Regions from separate parts of the Mus musculus genome. Here region 1 is linked to region 2. The links are chromatin contacts, called in public promoter capture Hi-C maps. All regions are on one chromosome and are shown on one strand. The core of a region is the stretch at or near the end of the contact, and the rest is flanking DNA. Distances in the headings are between cores, read along the strand shown. Region 1 overlaps Ctse (cathepsin E). Region 2 overlaps Srgap2 (SLIT-ROBO Rho GTPase activating protein 2).

Region 1 (6,430 bases), core at 740-3,239, 310 kb before region 2:
TATGAGTTACTTGACCCTGAGGAGGAAGACTCAGTCTGCCTGTCTGTTAATAGGGTCTGCTGAGCTTGGGAAAGTCTGAGAAAGATTGATAGCAGGCCTGTAGGGACTTTTATCAGAGCTGATGGGCTCTGTCCTTTCTGGAAACACCAGGAACCTCACCTAACCTGGCTCACTGGATCCTCCCAGACTGAAACGGAAAACTACTGTGGACCATTGTTAAGGATGGTGCGAGCCATTTCTGGATCAAAAGCCCCTAAGCATTTGAGGGTCTATGTGTGTGTGAGACCTCTGGGAAAAATCATAGAGAACATTAGAAATTGGCACATGGGGCAAAGGACACAATGTAGGCAGCCATCCAGTCTCAGCACGTGCAAAGGAGCCTCGACAAGAGGGCTCTCCAGGAATGGCTGGCTGCATGCAGAGGTTTGACAGTTCCCAGAATGTGGGGAAGCTGTTGGTGGTGACACGTGACATTACCTAATTAGCTTCTCTTTTTATAGTTTCAGATTGACAAGGATAAAATAATGACAGGGGCAGCTGCACAGTGCTATATGGGAGTCAGCTGGTCTGGTGTGGGATACATGCTGGCTCCTTATGGCAGGGAGCTACACTCCAGGAGCCCCTGTCTCCATCTCTGGCAATAGCATCAGCTCAAAATGACCCTGACAAGGAGTTAAGAAAATGTCCTAACCTCTTTCTGCTCAGAGCCGAGGGATAAAGGAAAATCCACTGTGCAGTAGGTGGCAAGGCATAGAGAGACTGGCCCAGGATGCTTGGATCCACCTAGTTTTGCCCTAACTGACCACCTGGCCATAAAGCAATTTCTTTCAGAACTTCATGTCCTCATGTCTAAAATGAAGAGGTTAAATTGAATAATGAGAACAAGAGACAGTGGGGAGGGCGTAGCTGTGTCTCAGATGCTATGTTAAAGGACTTAGAAGTATTTCTTCAGACCTCACGCCAATCCTTCGAGGATATTTAAAGCCGTTTCACACGTGAGGAAATGGAGACCCAGGATGGCTCCCGTGCCAGTGCTGTAACCCCATTCCAAACCCAGGTTGGCCTAACTTTAAAGCTGATGTTCCTAACCATGGCACTGTACTAAAGGATCCAGAGTAGGGGTTCTTAACCCCTTTAGGAGCCATACATCTGCATATCAGATATTTACGTTGTAATTCATAACACCATGATTTCTAACAGCAGGAAAATTACAATTATGAAATGATAATGAAAAAGAATTTTATGGTTGGGGGTCACCACAACACAAGAAACTATATTAAGGGGTCCCAACATTAGGGAGGTTGAGAACCACTCTTCTAGAGGGTCTTATGTTCTAGAACCCCTTTCTGAAAGAGGGAGATAGAGAAGCTAAAGAAAGAGGGAGAGATTAATTTCTGCCATGGCAGATGTTTTGCAAGGTTGGAAGAATAAAAGGTATGTACAGGGCCTGGTGTGGTAACAAATGTTCTCATTCACGTTCATAAAGATGTGCTTGTTCTTTGAGACATGGTCTCACTGCATACCCAAGGTACCCAGTATGTGTCTCCTCATTATGTGTTTTTAAAACTATTCTTTGTCTTGCCTTCAATAAAATGCTCAGGAAGACTCACTACTGTATTTCTTGTAGGTGCAAAAATTACATCTGCAAACCTCTCTGAATTATGAAAAAAGCAAAACTACTCCTTCATCTGTCTAATGCAGAAACAGAGAACTTGGCAGGAAACACATTTTTTGCACAGCTTTGTTTTCTTTGTTTTTTTTTCCCAAGACGCCCATTCTCGTGCAACTGGAAATCAGAAGACTCTGACCTCCCCAGCATCTCCCCATGTCACGAACTCAGTCAATTTGAGTTATTACTACAACCACCACCAGTTGTATTCTGGGACATTGGTTTTTAGACCAGAAATTGAGCAGCGTCGCCAGTAGAGGGCGCAGGCACCATGGAGGTTTCCTGCCCGATGCTTCCGCGACCTGCCAGCACGCGCATGCGTGCCATCCTTCTTGCACAGTGACTTACAGGCTTGAATGTAGACAAAGCAGCGTTTGAGTCCTACCAAACGGCTTGTGATTTTTTTTTTTTTTTTGAGTTTCAGATTCTTCAGTTATAAAAGAGGAAGTGTGTGCAGGACATGGTGGAGCACCCCTGTGGATCTGCTGCAAGTATGAGGGCAGTCTGGTTTACATAGCAAGCTGCAGGCCAGCCAGAGTTACACAGTGAGATGCTATCTGAGTCAGGGAGGGAGGGCCATCTACAGGAGAAAATCACATTCAAAAGAGCGATTAAGATTATGTCTGTTTCAAGATGCTGAGACAGGCATCTGATTAGATTCAACAAACTCCCCTGTGGAAAAGCCTCCAAATGGAGGTCTTGGCAGACATCGGTTATTTATTTACAGGCTGGGGTGCATAATCTCGCTTATCTAATTTCAGAAAAAGGATCACTGAGGCCCCTCTATTTTTCAGTAGGCACAATTCAGGTGTAGGTATCTCAGCGTTGTCTAACTAACCTTAAACATCAAGGTAACCATAGGCTTATGTATTTAAATGTCTGGTCCCCAGCTGGCAGATTTTTTAGGGAGGATTAAGTGTGGCTTTGTTGAAGGAGGTGTGTCACTGGGGGGTGGGAGTGGGCTTTGAGTTTTCACTTCAAAGTCAAATCAGTGAGGTGCAATAAGGCAAGTTGTGCCCTCTGAGTGAACTTTTGGGAAAAAAATTATTTACCTTCTTATGTTTATGCATAGTTGGGCATACATATGATTAACATTAGATGCATTATGGGAAGAGACACGCATAGTGAGCAAAGGCTTTATGTAATTGAAGCTGTCAATCAAAATTATCTGACATACCCCTTAGTAAACAGAGTCCTCTTCCTTCATCCCGTAAAGGAAGTACTCACTTGTTCACCTAGATAGCTTACGGTCATTCTTTTTAAAATTCATGTATTTATTTATTTATTTATTCATTTATTCATTTATTTATTAGTGTGTGTGTGTGTGTGTGTGTGTGTGTGTATGTGTGTACGTGTGTCTGTGTGTTTGTGTGTGATGTCCATATATGCCTTAGCTTGCTTGTAGACGTCTGGCTTGAGGAAGTTGGATTTTTCCTTCCACTATGTGGGTAGCAAGGATCAAACTCAAGTCATCAATAAGGCTTGGCAGCAAGCACCTTTAAGCGCTGAGCCATCTTGCCAGCCCCTGTAATTCCAGTACCTGGGGGCAGGTATCTTTAATAGATCATCTGGGCTACCAGGTGTGCCTGTGCAATGTTGTTAAGATAAATATATCTCCAAGGCATTGTTTGCTCTACTTTTTCAAATGAAGAAACTGATGTTCAGAAAACTCCAGTAGCCATACCACTAGAGGGTCCAAACGCAAACATGTGGCTCCGTTTTGCATTTGAGTCTGCACTGCCTCTCCCGCTATTGGTACATCTGCTATGCCTGCATCTGGATTGGGAAGAAGAACCTAAAGTGTCGAAGAGTTTGAGACGGTGGGGAAGCAGCTAGTTGGGGTCTGAGAGCACTGGCTCACCTTCTAGTCCTGCACCATCCCTAGCTTACTAAGCCTGGGACAAATAACTTCCCACCTCTGGAGACAAAAAAAAACCTTTACAATTTGTGGTCGTACTGTTGAGTGGGGAATCACATTTGGTCCCTAATTCTTTACCACTAGAATTAGAGAAAGTTTTTCTCAATAAGAATATGTTAAACAATAACAAAAAACGATGTGGTAGGGTATATGAGGTAGCCAAATAGGTGAAAGTTATTGCTGCTTAGCCCGAGGACCTGAGTTCAGTTCCCAGGTCCTACATAGCGCAAAGAGGGAACTGATTCCCTCAAATTACCCTCTGACCTCCACACAAGCACTGTGGCATGGGTGTGTACTACCCCTTCTCCCAATAAATAAATTTTATAAACAGCAGCAACCTGGTGTTGTGAGCTGGTAGTCCAGCTATTTGAGGAGCTGAGACAGGAATATAGAAAGATCAAGGCCTGCTGGTTACTTAATCGGACCCTGTATCCAAATGAAAAATGGAAAGGTGGGGTTGGGACTACAGTTCAGTGGTTGGGTACTTACCAAGCATGCCCAAGGCCCCAGGTTCGATCCCTAGCACCAAAAAATGAAAATCAGGTACCCAAACCTGAAAACCTGCTGTTTCTTCATGTCCCTAATGTTGTAGAATGTGTTTGGCACTACATTCTGGGTAGCATGATTCGTGTTACATGGTGGGCAGAAAACCTCAAGTTCATTAGGGGCTTCTGATAGCTGCTTACTCAGGAGGCGGCTTCCAGATGGATTCTTGCTGGAATGCCCTTAAAAGCTGTGATCTGGGTTTTGACAACTGACAAGTAGAACAACTCGAGAGCCCTGCTATCTGCTGAGAAGCCTGGCACAGGGTCGGCCTGCTTACTGAACCTGCCAGGTAGCTGCTTCATTAAAGTGGCATCCAAGTGGGTGGCCCTTGGGGCCCCTCTTCATGGCTTTGATGGCCTGTTCCCTCTTTAGAGTACACCAAGTTCAGCAGGGTGTTTTACAGCTGCAGCAGACTCAAAGGCTGAGCCCTTACACCTGTTCCCCATTGCGGACCACACCCATGTTTCTTTACGTATCTGCTGGTGGCTACTAAGAAGGGCCATAGGGATAAAATTTCCAAATGTGTTACAATTTCTTGTTCCAGATCTCTGGAGGGTAAATTTAAATATCCCAAAGTCATTATTTCTTCTCAATGAGTTTTATGTCAAGTAAAGATGATTTTGGTCAATTAGGCCAAGTTACAGATTCAGTCACTACTAATCTTTTGGGTTTGAAGAGTTTGTTGTTGTTGTTTGTTTAATGTACCTGTCTACATGTGAGTTCTGGAACAGCCAGGGCTATGTAGAGAAACTGTGTTTCAAGAATAAGTAAATAAATAAATAAAAATAAAATAGAAAATGAAAATTAAAGTGGGCTAGGGAACACATCTTTTATGTTTCTCCCTTTGATCCCTGGTTCTCATGTGGGGTAGGAAAAGGGTTGGAATCCACTGTTTGCAAAGCTCTGGAAATCTGTCTGTTAGCATTTCTATCAGTAGCTGGTGCGTGCCTGCTGCTCAGTGCTTACCCAAAGGTAGTCTAGAGCCGTGTCTAGCACCGTACAGCTGAAAGCAAGAGTGGAAATTGTTGTATGAAGACAAAGCCCCTGGGCTGAAGAGCAACTGAGAACTCAGGACACAAGCTCAGCCCTGAGCACCTATGTCGGCCAAGTGCCTGTAACTCCAGGTCCAAGGGATTAGTGCCCCGTCCTGACCTTCACAGGCACACAGGTGGTGCACATACACACACACACACACACACACACACACACACACACATACATACATACATACATACAACACGCACACTATAAAATAAATAAATCTAAATTAAAAAAATATAACCTCAAAGGTAACAGTTTGGGTCAATATAACAGAATCAAAGGTCTTTTTATTTTGCTCATGCTTATTTTTGGTAGCTTCCAACTTCCAAGACACTACGAACTATAGGAGCCATGCCTGAGGAAAAAAAAAAGACAAAAATGCCCTTAATCCGGATGACAAGAGAGTCCCAAGAACGCCAGCATTTTTGGAAATTGCCAAGGGAAGTTTATGTGAATCTCTGTTTAGACCTAGAGTCTTTCAAAGCAGGGAGCATACAGTAAGCACTTAATAAATGCTGATTGCTCAGTCAGCTTTTGCTGACTTGTACTTCTCTTGGGGGCTCCCGAAGCTGCCACCTGCCTTCCTGATGGCACAGAAGAAAGGTATTGACTACTGTCCTGTAGTCAGAAGAATGAACAAATGTAGAGGCCCTCTCCTACAGGCAAAGCTGAGTCTGACTGAGACTCTCACCGAGCAGGATGACAGGATAATGCCCTGTGTAGTATCTGCGATGAAGACAGTGGGGGCCGAAAATGTGGGACGGGAACGGTCAGGAGTGGGCTCACAGTTTCACTACAGAGGAAAGTTGTGGGAGGCTTGGGTGGGCAGTGGAGCACAGATGCCGGCCCAGCCCCCTCCAGGTGATCCAGTGATCTCTTCATACGAACTGACAGAAGTAGAAAGTGATAAAGAAAAATGGACTCAAGTATCTGTCGGGTGATGAGAAGGTAGGTCAGACTCAGTGGAGGACTGGAGGGTCTAGGACTTGGAGCTCCTTTTAGTGGCAGATCCTCTCCAAGGTCCTAAAGATGTCTTTCCCTCTTACGTTACAGTGCCTGTGTGTTTTGCATTTAATGAACATGGCTGAGCTAAAACAAAGTGATTCTGAGGAGGCTCAGATGCTGCGTGACCTGGACATAAGTGACATTATAGAAATAGAATTCTGGGAAAGTAGGGATGATCTAAACCCCCTGTTCATCACATGCCAGAGTAGTTTTTTCCAAGCCACTTTAGCAGTCTACGAGACAGCAGACAT
Region 2 (5,740 bases), core at 425-2,924:
GGGAGAGGGTAGAGGGAGAGAGGTTCCCACACAGGTGAGAGTAAGCGCAGCAGGCCTTGATGAACAGAGACAGTCCGGTGGTTTTAGAGTTTTATTGTAGAAAGGCAGGGAGAAAGGAGAGAAGGTAAAAGAGAGAGAGAGAGAGAGAGAGAGAGAGAGAGAGAGAGAGAGAGAGAGAGAGAGACCAGCCATGGCCAAGAGGAGAGAAGGGGGAAAATGAGAGAGAGAAGAAAGGCTAGAGAGGAAGAAGAAGAGAGTGAGAGGAAAGGAGAGGAGAGGAGAGGACAAGGAGAGAGTAAGAGTAAGGGGAGTAAGAGCAAGAAAGCAAGAGAGTGAGGAGGGGCCAAACAGCCCCTCTTATGGTATGCTGTTATCTTTACTGTTGCTAGGTAACTGGGGAGGAGTTTAGCCTGAAGGTCAGAAGCTTGGGACTGAGACATTGCCTATGAGACTACTAACCATGCTTCTTCTGTGGGGTCTGAGGGGATGGTAACTTCGACAGGAGCCTTGAGTCCAGGAGATATGAGAGAACTCCTTCCGTCCCATGTAGGTGAATTATCACCACCTGGTCCTAGGGTTCAGACCTCAACTCGACTGGAAACCAGACTGTCTGTGTGTAGCCCAATACCCCACACTAGAGTTGTATATAGTTTTATTACATCTGAAGGAGAGGGTGTTTCCTGTCAGATAAACTGTTCTATTCTTTCAGACCCTGTAGTATATCTCTTTGATTTTAACTGATATGCTTATCCTTGAGCCTAGGTTCATGTTCCATCTAATCCAGCTGTCCTGAGCTGTAGGGTGGATGGTTCTCCCAGAGAATATTCCACCCTGTCCCAAGTAGCTGTGTCCTAGAGACCTGACTGGGGTGACCAGGGAATGAAGAAAAGCAGGCACATGTACAGAAAAGCTGGGGTCGGGTAGGTTCTGCTAGCTTGGATGGAGAGTATGGCATTGGTCCTTGACATGACCATGCCCTTGTCAACAATACACATTCATTCAGGACTTCATCCACTCTTTTAGACTCTCTCAAAAGCTACCTCAGCTCCCCACAGTAGTTAGTGAGACCACAAGGAGTAGATGAGAGGACACCACAAATCTGCAAGGTACTCTTGCCAGGAGTAGTGCTTGCCTGGATTAGAATCTAGACTCTTTAGAAACCTTGCTCTAGCCTGATAATCAATAGTATGCTAATCAGACAGTTTACTGTCATAGACTGACCACAGTGGAGTGGTACTTCTCTGTTTTATATATAAAATATGAAGTGGTTTCTCTCCTCTTCTTCTTGGGGAAAACCTAACCCATTACAGTTTGTTTCCATTGCTGTGGCTGAGTAGATGTCAGCATCTAGACCGATGGAAAACTAAGACAGCATCGTGTTACAGTTAGGAGGGGGCATCACCAACCTCCAGGAAGCCCCATTCCTCACCTGCTTTGATTTCTGTTTATAGTTGTCTTCTAAACCCATTCTCCAGCTGCCATTGAGATTCCTTCCTCTGAATAAATGGAACTTGGGACTATCTGAGTGGATTGGTTGATTTTCTGGTGTTATCTGAGTTCTCTTCTGAGCCAAACAGCATGTCTCCATAAATGGGAATCCAAATGATGGGTACTCAGTCCCCCTCCTTGCCCAGTCAGAACCACATTTCCATACTCTAAAGCACAGATGGAGTGCATTACCTTGCATCCTGGCTAGAGATCACTGACAAAGCATGCATCAGCAGCTTTGCTGCTCCTTAAAGAAACAGGATTGGAGACATTTTTTTTTCTCTAATTCTTCCATTCTAGGCCAGGGTGACTTTAAAAAATAATAGTTCATTCTTTTGCCCAGTATGTGATACAGCTGATTCATGGCTTGGCCAGAAAAGGGGCCAGAATTTCCCATTCTGGCTTAGAGATGAGATGTCAAGTTATTCTTGCATCCTGCTAACAGGCATTCTGCCTCATTGTGGGATATTTGTAGGCAGAAGAAAGGAGCTGCCTGGAAGTCCTTTAAATGGGGCCAAAGTTCAGGTAGCATTTTAATGGAAGCTCTGGAATTAGCTACACTGGTGTTCTCGGACTGCAGATATGGCAGATGGCAGCTGCTCTTGGATGCACTAGGACTTGGTGCCTGTTTCAACTCTTGGTGCACCCAGAGGTTTGAGGGCACTGGATGCACAACTGGTGACATCAGGGCCAGAAACAGAAATTTCATTCTTGGCAGTAACCCATCTGGCCAACAAGCTTTCTCCATTATGTCTACTTCTAAAAGCCATAGTGAAATCAGCTCCAAATCTTGAACAAGCCTCTCAGATGAAGAAGAGATCAAATCAGTTGGAATCTTAAATACCAAAGGGGAAAAAGGTCAATTTCCAGTCTCCTCCATTTAAAGAGAAGTTTTATTTTTTTTTGAGTAAGAGAGTGGTTTACAAATATATGAATATACTCAGTCTTTGCTGAGGATAACAGAGCCAAATTCTATCCATATGTCTCTTCTGGTAAGAGCTAAAGGACACTTGATAATAAAGTGACAGGCACTTCCTCCACATGGGTCCTATCCTTCACTTCCTAGCCTTCTGCCTGTCATCCGTCATCCAGGAGATCGGATTACCTCATACCATAGCCTCACCTTTATCTATAGACTCTACGTCAGCTGTTCCTTCACAGAAGATAGAGTTGGTTAATTGGGGATGGGGGTACAGGGGATCTCACACCTAGTGGGATACAATGATGGCTATTTAAAGATATCAAGTTCCTCCTGTCAGATCTCATGCCCTCTGGGGCTCTCTAACTTGAGCTTATGAACTTGCTCCCAAATTCACATAAACTCTTTCCCATTGGCTCAAAGCTCTCGTGCATGACCCAGATTTATAAACATACATGCTGCCAGCAGCAGCAAGTTAGCTTCTTGGCCCACTTCTCTCCTGCTTTTTAACTCTAGTGTATGAAGTGGGAGGAGGGAAGAGCCAGAGAGGTGACCACTTGGACCTTTGGCAGGAACTTCACTGTGCCAAAGTGTTGGGTTTCTGAACCAAGGGCTTCTTGAAACACTCTTGTCTAGCCTCCTCAGAATTCCCTGAATCAGCAGCTGCTGCTAGACCTACCCTGCCAACCACCTGCCTGCCTTTGAGTTACAAAGAGAGAAACAGTCTTTCCAAATAGATTCTCCTCCCCTTTCACATATCCTTTGGTCTAGAAGTTCACATGCATACTTTTTTTTTTTTTTTTTTTGCTCATAGAAACTGCAAGCCTTCCAGTAGTTGGGATGCAATACAATGTAAATTGTTTTGAGCAGTAGTGAGAACTCTGGAGTCCTCAAAAGATATATGTCCTCTTCCTGACCTTCTGTTGCTTTTTCTGACAGGCCTCTCAACTCTGTGCCCAGCAGCCTGTCCAGAGTGAGCTGGTGCAGAGATGCCAACAGCTGCAGTCTCGCTTATCCACTTTGAAGATTGAGAATGAAGAGGTGTGTTTCCTTCCTAGGAAGCTCGGAGCCACTGTTTCCTTGTTGAACTACTTATGGCTGTCCATCAGGGGCAAGTAGAAGGAGCATGCAGAGAATGTCCAGGCTATTGCAGAGATTTCCTGGCCAAATAGAGGCTAGCGCTTTCCCTGCTGCTACATCCTGCCCTTGAAATTCAGGAAGTTGTTCGTACATTGCCAAAGGTTGTGCTCTATTTTAGGCTTTTACAAAATGCCCCTCCCCACTACACATTTAATCAAAGTGGCACTTGGCCACTGTGGGAACAATATCAAGTCTCTGAAATGACCCACTCATGACTGGCTTTTTCCAGCATTTTCAAAAAGAAACCTTTTGACTTTGACACTTCAGACATCTCTCTCCTCTTACAGGAGGGTGACTTTTTTTTTTCTAAACACAGAATATTTTCTTTTAATATCCAGTTTAAAAAGGCAATTTTTAAAAGTTTAAAAACAATCCAGTTTAAAAAGGTAATCCAGGTTTCCATTGAGCTCAGATGGCTTTTTCTTGTATTTTAGTAAGTCTTAATTTTACTAAGAAGTAGGGTTGGGTCACTTAGTTTGCAAATAGGAAAGCAAACCCATTCATTGATTGAAGGTCACGAAACAGTGCCAGGAACATTGAAGGACAGGATCTATCACATATTTTCATCAGCTCCAGTATGTTGGAAATACTGTTTTGCAATTATGTTATTCTGTTTCCCTTTGCACTTTCATTATAATAAAGAAATAGGTTAAAAACACTGGTTGCTCTTGCAGAGGACGCAGGCTTGGCTTCAGCACCTGCATGGTGGCTCACAGCCATCCCTACCTTTAATTCCAGCAACTCCAACCCCCTCTTCTGGCCTCCACAGGAACCAGGCATCACATGACACACTCACATGCAGGCAAAACATCTACACATACGATAAGTCTCTTTGAAGAAAGTAAACATTACATAAAAGGTACACAGCAGAGAAAGAGTGGAGTTTAGGTGTTTGCTGGAGAGAGCAGTGAGCTGAAACTGGGTTCCTGTGATGTTCATCACTCAATCACTCAGTACTGTTCAGTGAGAAGTGCAGCTGTGATCTGCTGGCATCCTTCCTTCCTACCCCTCTCTTGGGAAGAGAGACATTCCTCCTCTCAAGCTCCTCCTAGTTGCTCTATCACCTGCCATTTTAAAGCCTGCTTCTCATGATTATTTTGGCCATTATGGTTATAGGTGAAAAAGACAATGGAGGCCACCCTGCAGACCATTCAAGACATTGTGACTGTTGAGGATTTTGATGTATCTGACTGCTTCCAGTATAGCAATTCCATGGAGTCTGTCAAATCAACTGTCTCTGAAACATTCATGAGCAAGCCCAGCATTGCTAAGAGGAGAGCGAACCAGCAAGAGACGGAACAGTTTTATTTCACGGTAAGGGCACTCTTTGGCCTTATAAGAACATCAGTAGACACTGACGCCCACAGGAGCTTTGGAATCAAGAGTTTTTGCCAACTGTCTGAAAAGCAAGCTTTAAATGCACAAGATTTGAGCCTGGCATACTTGGACACCACCTTGACACTTAAAGCAAAAACATCTACAAGTTCTATGTGTCTTCTGGGGCCCTCAAAGAAAGGGATGCTCCTAAAGAAATCACTTAGAAAAAAATCAGGGAAACTTTTAACCAGCTAGTATAGAAGCCCTCTCACTCACAAGAGATCATGGCAAGGGAATTAAGTTTATTGGTTTTTGAGAACTATATTCAAATATCTTTGCCAATATGTATATTGTTTTAAGAAATTTAAAGTCTCTCCTAAGTGATTTGAATACATTATCATATAAGTTCCATTATTAGGAAGTTATTTTTTCTAATTATTGGTGAAAGTTAAAGAGACTTAAATGAGCAACTTGGTGGGTTTGTAGAGAATTCTAGAGCAGTATATTTTATTCATTTCTCTCAGATCTCCTTTTAGATGAGTAGATGTGTATCTATGTGTGTCTGTGTGTACAAAAGTTAATAGTTTTTGTTTGTTTGTGTTTGTTTGTTTGGTTTGGTTTGGTTTTTCAAGACAGGGTTTCTCTGTGTAGCCCTGGCTGTCCTGGAACTCACTCTGTAGACCAGGCTGGCTTTGAACTCAGAAATCCACCTGCTTCTGCCTCCCGAATGCTGGGATTAAAGGCGTGTGCCACCACGCCTAGCTAGTTAATAGTTTTTAAAAAGCTGTTAGCTGATCTTTTGTTTAATAATTAAATTGTTTTGAACTTGCCAAGTCTGACTTTTGCCTGTACCAAAATTTATTTCCTTATCTTATG

Evidence for each region. Capture Hi-C pulls out chosen DNA fragments and counts their contacts.
Region 1: a contact with region 2 is called in a promoter capture Hi-C map of adipose tissue. The contact joins two enhancer-like sites. A contact is called at or near these places in 1 of 484 Hi-C or Micro-C datasets (cardiomyocytes) and 3 of 9 other capture datasets (adipose tissue, liver and pancreatic islet).

What each region holds. Positions count from the first base shown.
Region 1 is chr1:131,653,785-131,660,214 of GRCm38.p6, reverse strand. The region is part of intron 1 of Ctse (cathepsin E); the gene reads right to left. Among named protein-coding and RNA genes, the nearest start is that of Ctse, 19 kb to the right of the region's middle. Within about 2 kb of position 1,989, at least 181 of the 459 cell types and tissues checked have an H3K27ac peak or open chromatin away from gene starts, as enhancers often do. A contact at or near this core is called in adipose tissue, where this site is marked.
Region 2 is chr1:131,343,470-131,349,209 of GRCm38.p6, reverse strand. Srgap2 (SLIT-ROBO Rho GTPase activating protein 2) reads left to right here. Exons shown (of 23, transcript NM_001081011.2): 9 at 3,347-3,448; 10 at 4,664-4,861. All of the region lies in intron 1 of Gm51644 (a long non-coding RNA gene), which reads right to left. Among named protein-coding and RNA genes, the nearest start is that of Ikbke, 67 kb to the right of the region's middle. Within about 2 kb of position 1,674, at least 35 of the 459 cell types and tissues checked have an H3K27ac peak or open chromatin away from gene starts, as enhancers often do. A contact at or near this core is called in adipose tissue, where this site is marked.